Regions from separate parts of the Mus musculus genome. Here region 1 is linked to region 2. A link is a contact called in public promoter capture Hi-C data. All regions are on one chromosome and are shown on one strand. The core of a region is the stretch at or near the end of the contact, and the rest is flanking DNA. Distances in the headings are between cores, read along the strand shown.

The links. Promoter capture Hi-C pulls out the DNA fragments that hold promoters and counts their contacts.
Region 1: a promoter capture Hi-C map of liver shows a contact between it and region 2, with 5 times the contacts expected there. The contact joins two enhancer-like sites. A contact is called at or near these places in 8 of 39 promoter capture datasets (the 3T3-L1 cell line, the C10 cell line, embryonic stem cells and 4 more), 1 of 15 datasets of contacts at CTCF or cohesin (the NIH/3T3 cell line), 1 of 484 Hi-C or Micro-C datasets (cortical neurons) and 3 of 115 datasets of contacts at active chromatin or transcription factors (embryonic stem cells, large pre-B cells and stem cell-derived neural progenitor cells).

What each region holds. Positions count from the first base shown.
Region 1 is chr8:86,584,038-86,588,312 of GRCm38.p6, reverse strand. No RefSeq gene overlaps it. Among named protein-coding and RNA genes, the nearest start is that of Abcc12, 20 kb to the right of the region's middle. Within about 2 kb of position 3,017, at least 93 of the 459 cell types and tissues checked have an H3K27ac peak or open chromatin away from gene starts, as enhancers often do.
Region 2 is chr8:85,527,267-85,531,190 of GRCm38.p6, reverse strand. Gpt2 (glutamic pyruvate transaminase (alanine aminotransferase) 2) reads right to left here. Exons shown (of 12, transcript NM_173866.4): 12 at 2,289-3,924. Among named protein-coding and RNA genes, the nearest start is that of Dnaja2, 26 kb to the left of the region's middle. Within about 2 kb of position 2,105, at least 41 of the 459 cell types and tissues checked have an H3K27ac peak or open chromatin away from gene starts, as enhancers often do.

The DNA.
Region 1 (4,275 bases), core at 1,768-4,267, 1.1 Mb before region 2:
GGTGACACACTTCATCCTCAGTGGCACCATTGATGGTTCACATGTGATTTATTCATCCATTGCTAAGAAGTGGTGGGCCTTGGTGACTGCTGACCTAGGTTGTAAGAAGGCTGCTTATAGGGCTGGAGAGATGGTTCAGGAGGTTAAGAGCACTGACTGCTCTTCCAGAGGTCCTGAGTTCAATCCCCAGGAGCCACATGGTGGCTCACAACCACCTGTAATGGGATCTGATGATCTCTTCTGGTGAGTCTGAAGAGAGCAATAGTGTACTCATATAAAACAAACAAACAAACAAACAAACGAATGGCTGCTTATAGCGTTGGATACCTCTGGAAGCAGAGCCCCAGCCCTCTTCTCCTCTGTGTGATTGACAATGGCCATTGTGTGTGAAAGGTAGGAGGATACGGACTTTCCTGGTGAGGACTCAGAAAATGGAGAATCACTGGCTTCTTGCCCAACAGGCAAACCCTCCTTGGGGTATTAATTGGGACCCCTCTGGCTGTTGGATCCCAATTAATAACTGCATGGGATCTGCAGCACAGGCCTGGAGTACCCGTAGGTCACACAGGTTATTCCTTACCACCCAGTCAGGCAAGGTTAGAAAAGAGCCAGATGTGGAGGACGGTAGGCAGTTCTCTTGGATGCTGGGCTACTCAGGCTGATCTGTCCCACCTCACTGAGGTACCCTTGAAGACTGGGCAAGGTCATGTTATACAAGAACACTCTGCAAGCTACAATGTGCCCCCCACCAAAAAAAAAAAAAAAGCAAGGCATAGTTTGGTTAAAACAATGACAACGATGATGATGACGACGATGACAACGACAACAACAACAACAAACCCAGTCCATTAAAGTGGTCAGTACTCCAGCAAGCAATGCACTGGGCTCCATATTCTTTAGTGTGTCTCCATGTGACTCATTCTCTTCTCACTAGTCAGACACTGGGACATAATTAGGAAGTAAACAGGGATGTGTTTAGAGTAGGAGCAAGCAGGAGGAGTCTAGGCAGGCCAACCAGTGAAGCAGCTGAAGTCCAGCATCTTCACCATAGCATCTGCTTCCTTGGAACTCAATGCAGGGACTGCAGTTTTTCCACTGCAGATGGCAGTGGCTGCTGATGCTGCTGCCCTGCTGTTGCTGCTGCTTCTGCTGCTGCTGTTGCTGATGCCCTGTTGTTGTTGTTGTTGCTGTTGCTGTTGCTGTTGCTGTTGCTGTTGCTGCTGCTGTTGCTGCTGCTTCTGCTGCTGCTGTAGCTGTTGCTGCCTCTGCTGCTGCTGCTGCTGCTGCTGCTAGTGCAGTTCACTGTAAAGGAAGCAAAGGTGTGGATATGGGAAGACTGGAGCATTAAAACTGGTCTGATTTTGAGTGGTGGCTCAGTTGTTAACAGCACTGGCTGCTTTTTCAGAGAACCCGGGTTTAATTTCCAGCATTCACACGGCGGCTCATGTTACTCCAGTTTTAAGTGATCTGATGCCCTCTTCTGGCCTCTGCAGGCACCGGGCATGCATGTGATAAACAGATATACATGCAGGTGAAACATTCATACACCTAAAATAAAAACAAATACATCTGAGAGAGAGAGAAAGAGAAAGGGAGGGTGGCGTTCTGCTCCCCACAGTACACTGAGAGTAAGGGACATTCCTAGAGACAAAACGTTAATTGACCCCCAACCTTCATCTTCCCTTATTCTTCCTATTTAACTGGACACTGGGATAGCTACTGTCTAAAATATGTTCTTTATAAAAGTCTTCCCAGTAGCTATGGCTCATGGAATGGAATGGGGAAGTCCAGTAAAAGTTCTGGGTTGGAGCCAGTACAGAAAGAATGTTGATCTTGTAGACACCGTCTTACCTCTGGCTTTACTTCTGGCCACTTTCCACTTTCTGGCGGCACCAAATGACCACAAGCTCCAGGACCATGGCCTACCAAGTTCAGAAATTCTCAGTCAAGGTTTCAAAGTAGGGTATTTTCTCATTGGGTTAGCTCAGTCATATGCTCATCTCTGAACCAAGCATGTTAAGCTATTAGAAGTTGGATTTGCCAGGCCCAGTCACTCCTGTGTGGGAGGACAGGATCAGCTCCAAGTCACATGGACTGAATGGAGGGGTTCCCTCTCTAGAATCGCGAGGCTTTTGCTATGAGCAGGCTATGGATGCCGGCAGGCCCCTCAAGGGTGTTGGCAGATATTGAAATAGAAAAAGAAATGATTTTCAACTTCTAGGCAGAAGATCTCTAGGGGAAAAAATGTGTCAACGCATTTTTATTTGTTTTCAAATTGTGATCACCAAGTTCCTCAAAATTCCACAAGAAAAATGAATCCAGTAAGCTAATAGTCTCGCATAGTTTTTCACAGTAGGATAGAGCTGCCTTTAAATGATACCCTGCCTGGGGGTTTTGATCTCTGGAGACACGAAGTAAGCAGTAAACAAGTCAGCAGGCAGTTCCAGAGCAGTGCCAGGAGGTGTCGACAAAGAGCTGAGCTGAGCTTCCATAGAGCTCGCTTGCCCAGCGGACTTGCTGCAGATTCCCTAGAGCGGCAGCAAACAAACATTTACTTAGATAAGAAGGATGGGGTCGGAAGAACGTTCAGTGCAGAAGGAACAGTTTTGCCTGAGGGCGATGCGATCTCAGAACCGAAGAACACGGTCTACACCGAAGGCGGGGAAATGTTCTCATCTTCTTCCGCCCGGAGGCGTCTCCAGTGACACCTGTTTCTTTTTGTGGGGTATTTTTTGACTGTAAATCCTCATTCTCTCTCTCTCAATAGCTATTTTCCCTGTTACTTTTTTTTTTTTCTTCAATCTTTTATCCCCTTTCGTTACTTTCGGAGTCCCAAAGAGCAATCGAAGGGCCCTTCTAAGTGCCATCCTATCCGGCTTCTTCCAAGTCCAGAGTTGTTAATAGAAAATATCTGTCCCTCCCAGACCTATTTTGTGGCAATGGCCTTTGTACCAGAACGCCCTCCCCAAACAGCCATCATCCTTCAGGAGGGTCCTCATGTTTTACTCAAGCTGGCCAGCAGATGGCAGGTTCTTCCTAGTAATGCAGGAAGGCTCCGTAGACTCAAAACTGCAGTGATCTACACGGAATCCGGACAGAAAAACGCAGATCCCTGAGTCAGAGGATGGGAAAGAGGCTACTGCCACCGATCCACAGGACTCCACCTACCTCCCCAGCCCCGATCTCTTCCATCAATCTCTATTTCTGGGATTATTTTCAAAGTCAGCAGCAGCTAAATCACTCAGAGCAAATTTATTAAAGCCACTCTGCAGTGGCTGGTTTCAAACTCACTATGTGGTCCAAGCTGGCCTTGAACTTGTAGCTCCAGTTCTAACCTTTCATGTGGCTGGGTATATGTATGGGCCACTATGACTAACAGACAGTTCTCAGAACAAAAGCAGTTTCCACCTATGTGATACTCTGGTGCCAACTCTTCAGACTGTCAAATTCTTACATAGGGCTGGTGGCAAGAGCCTTTACTCACAGCACTTAGGAGGCAAAGGCAGGCAGATCTCTGAGTTTGAGGCTAGCCTGGTCTACAGAGTTCTAGGTCAGCGGGGGCTTGCCAGAAACAAAACAAAACAAAACAAAACTGACGTCCTAACACATTTTATACACATCCCCTTGTCTCATCTAGATAATTTGTGTTAGAAGCAACCTTACAGATTACCAGTCTGAGAGCTGACCTGTCTGTCGTCCATGTGCCTGTGGGCTAGAACAGAAAAAAATGTCATTATTTTTACTAATGGAAATTTAGCATTTTCCCTTTATCATAATGGAGGTAATCAAATACATCATATCCACGACCTTCACGAGGATGGCGGCATCAATGGGCGTTCTCAAATCTCATTTGGTTGCCCCAGTTTTCACAAACCTCACGTGTATTGATGCTTTGGACTCTTGGTGGTCATTAGACCTCCTTCTAGATTATGTTACTTAGAGCGTCAACACAGTAGATTATGTTTCATAATATCCTGCCTTGTTTTTAACATAGCACTCTTTTAGTTTAATTGGTTATCTGTAATTCTACATATCGTGTCTTGGACATTAAAAAAAAGGTTTTGAAAATACACTGGAGAATCAAAGAGGCCCACGGCATGGGAACAGATTAATAACAACATTTATCTGATATAAATAAATAACATTTATTCTGATAGAGGGATCCTCACTCTGGCAGGAGGGGTGTCTGGCTCAGAACCCCATCACTGGCTTTGAACAGACTTGTCTGCACTTTGATCTAAGACAGAAGAAGAAAGGACCAGAGGGACAGGCAAA
Region 2 (3,924 bases), core at 856-3,355:
CTTCCAAGGATGTGGCTAAAGGGATGAGGTCCCACTTCATGGCTATTGAGATAGAGTGTTGCTACATAGCATTCACTGGCTGGAACTTGCTATGTAGACCAGGCTGGCTTCAAATTCAGAGATTTGCCGGCCTCTGTCTCCTGAGTGCTGAGATTAAGGGTGTGCACCACCACATGGCCCTGCACTTACTTGCTCCATGGTGTGCATGTGGAACTCAGAAGATAACCTGTAGCAGTCAGTACAGTCTCTTTCTACCATATAGGTTCCAGGAACCAAACCAACATCTTCAGGCTTCATGGTAAGTCATCTGGACAGCTGCCAATGTTACATATTTTTATCTGACCAAGACATTCTACAGCATGAGTCTATCATGTTCCAGTGATTAATGCTTTGTTAGTATTAATCCATACACACTCTAAGATATCTTATAAACCCAGTGACTAAAAACATACCATACATAACAGTGTGGAACCCATCTGAAGACATTATATTGAATCATTGGAAATCCAAGGGTCTGGAGCTGGGTATGGTACACACCCTGTAATGTACCAGGGAAGAAGAGGCAGAAGAGTCGGGACTACAAGTCCATGCGCCTCATACTCAGTGCTGTGGTCAATCCTGAACGACAATTAGTAGGACTTAGAAGCACCATGACAGCAAGTATTTGGTCATATACGTGTTTAATCTTTGTTAGGTTATTTGCGAGAGGAAGACACACCCTTAATGTGGGACATAACATTCTGTGGTCTGAGGTCCCATAATGAATAAAAAGGAGAAAGTGGGCTCAATACAAGCACTCATCAGGGTGGACAGTTCCCTCAAGGCCTTGCTGCCACGACTCCCTGCTACCTTGGACTGTGTGCCCTCAAACTGTGAGCCCAAATAAACTCTTTCTTCCTTTCTCAAGGTGTTTTATCATGGCAAACAGGAAAAAAGAATACTAAAAAAAAAAAAAAAAAAAAAGACTGTCATGAAGTGGGGCTGTTGCCATGATAAACCCAACCATATAGTTCTTACCTGTTTGGAACTGGTTTGTTGGAGGAACATGGAAGAGTTTTGAAACTTTGGGCTAGAAAAGCCTTTGAGTACTACAGGCATAGTTTAGTGGGTCATGCCCGTGGGAACCTGGAGAATAATTCTGAGAGCAATGGGGACAGCAGAGGCCTGGTTCACAAGGTTCCCAGTGAAGAGCCAGTGGGACCATTCATGGGATATTCTGGGAAATAGTCCGCCTGTGTCATAAGAGCCTGAATCTGGTTGAATTTAAAGGCTTGTTGTCTCACTCCAGGCCTCTGCTGACAAAGCATGCCATGGTGGGGAGCACAAGTCACTGAAGAGAGGAGGACTGGCGAGCAGGCAGGAGTTCAAAGCCAACCAGGACTACACAGTGAGACCATCTCAACATTACCCCCTCCCCTCCCATCTAGAATAATATCTGTAGTTTCTGATCTGTATTTAACACACTCAACTGTACAATAAAATATAATTTACTCCCTAGAGAGTTGGTGTGTGTTCCTATGTGGGCTCCTGTGAGGGAAGCTACAAAACATTTCTCTGTCCACTTAGCTACCAACTAGCTGTGACTCCCACAAGCAGCTCACTACACAACTCCAGCACCAGGGGATGCAATGCCTCTGGCCTCTGTGAGCTCCTGTACTCGTGTGCACACACATACACTTCTTTTTGTTTGTTTTGGTTTTTGTTTGTTTGTTTTTGTTTTTTCGAGACAGGGTTTCTCTGTGTAGCTCTGGCTGTCTTGGAACTCACTCTGTAAACCAGGCTGGCCTCAAACTCAGAAATCCACCTGCCTCTGCCTCCCGAGTACTGGGATTAAAGGCCTGAGCCACCATGCCCAGCTACACATACACTTCTTGAACACACATCCTCCACACCCACACTAAAGTGGCCTCTGTTAGTGTAGCACCATCCCTTTTTCATGGGTTGTTTCTTCTGACTCAATGTTACTCAGCAAGGCTGGCGATCCTAACAGCCATTCCCACCTCCTCTGTACACGGCTCCCCTTCCTGTGCAAAGCACCCTCTTCTCACAAGCCAAAATATCTGACTCAGGAAAGGACACGTGGGACCATGAGATTTTCTATGTGCAATGGGGCAAGGCAACCTCTGCCAGAGTAAACATTAGAAACAGAGCCAGTTTCCCTACAGCTTACACAGGATAGTCAGTTTCTTTGCTTAAACTGTGTTGAGTGGGTTCCTAATGATTCCTAGTTAGAGTCCTAGTTATTTTTCTTTGCATACTTTCTAAATTTTAATAAAGATATAGAAAGCATATTTTAAAAACAATTTTAAATTTGAAAGCCATATTCCAAGACAAATGTGAACTGGGAAACCTGGGTAAGATCAATACAATGTCGTATAGCACAACCCAACCCATCGCTTCTCCAGCTCCTGTCCCCACCTCTCCGGCCTTAATCTCTTCTTACTTTACTGCCAGCAGAAAGCAAAAGTCCACATTAGTTTTAACAACTTGTTAGAGCCAGGAATGGTGGCACAATCCCAGTGTAGACTGTAAAGGCAAGAGCCTCAGGAGTTCAAGGTCAGCCTTAGACTACACAGTAGTTTAAAGTCAGCCTGGGGTACAGATGTACTAGCATACTAGGCAGCCAGAGAGCAAGGCTCTCAAAACAAAAACAGAAACAAAAGACCTCCAAAGTTTCTCCAACTAAGCAACTCCCTGTCTTTAGGGTCAAACCCTAAGAAGCAGAAGCTGGGACCCCAGTAGAGGAGTTAAAGGACTGGGGGAGCTGAAGGGGTTTGCAACCCCATAGGAAGAACAACAATACCAACCAACCAACATCCCCGCCCCCTCCCCAGAGCTCCTAGAGACTAAACCACCAACCAAAGAGGACAGATGGAGTGACCCATGGCTCCAGCCACATATGTAGCAGAGGATGGCCTTTTTGGGCATCGATGGGAGGAAAGACCCTTGGTCCTGTGAAAGCTTGATGCCCCAGTGTAGGGGAATGCTAGCTCAGGGAGGCGGGAGTGGGTGGGTGGGGGAGCACCCTCATAGAAGCAGGCAGAGTGGGGATAGGGAGTTTCCGGGCTGGGAAAGGGGATAACATTTAAAATGTAAATAAAGAAAATATCCAAAAAAAAAAAAAAAGAAGCAGAAGCTGTTGGTTAACCAAGTTTGTGATACTTAGGTAAATGTACTGTTCAGGAACACATATATTTATACTTGTGCATATTTAAAATATATAAGATACTAAAAATATATGCACATATACACAGATCCACTCAACAGTGACATCCACCCAACCATTTATTGCTTCTGTTGTTTTCAGTTTTGTTGTGATTAGGTCTTTTTTGTTTTTGTTTTTGTTTTTCAAGACAAGGTTTCTCTGTGTAGCCCTGGCTGTCCTGGAACTCACTCTGTAGACCAGACTGTCCTTGAACTCAGAAATCCACCTACCTCTGCCTCCCAAGTGCTAGGATTAAAGGCGTGAGCCACCACTGCCCAGCGTGACTAGGTCTTATTAGGTAAATCAGACAGGACGCAAACTCGCAGACACCAGTCTGCCTCTGCCTCCCCAGTCCTAGGATTAAAGTGTATGCCATCATACTCAGCCCCACGCAACTTTTAGTTTTTATTGACCAAGCTGCTCAGTCACCACTCTGGAAGTATTTTATTGTTCAGAGCTTCCCAGCATGGCTGTTACAAAGAACCATGCTAAGGAGGCGGAAGAACTGATGATGCTAAGTAGGAAAGAGCATGCAGGCCTGCGCCTGCTCACATCCAAATGGAAACAATGTCTCTGAGGTGTGGCTGACCAGGTCCAGCCTGGCCAGGTTTCCACAGCCCCACCCACATGCTGCGACTCGAGTGATGCTGAAACCCAAAAGGCATGGCAACAGAACCTGTAGAAAATCCAAACTATCATAACCAGCCATCCTACTTGAA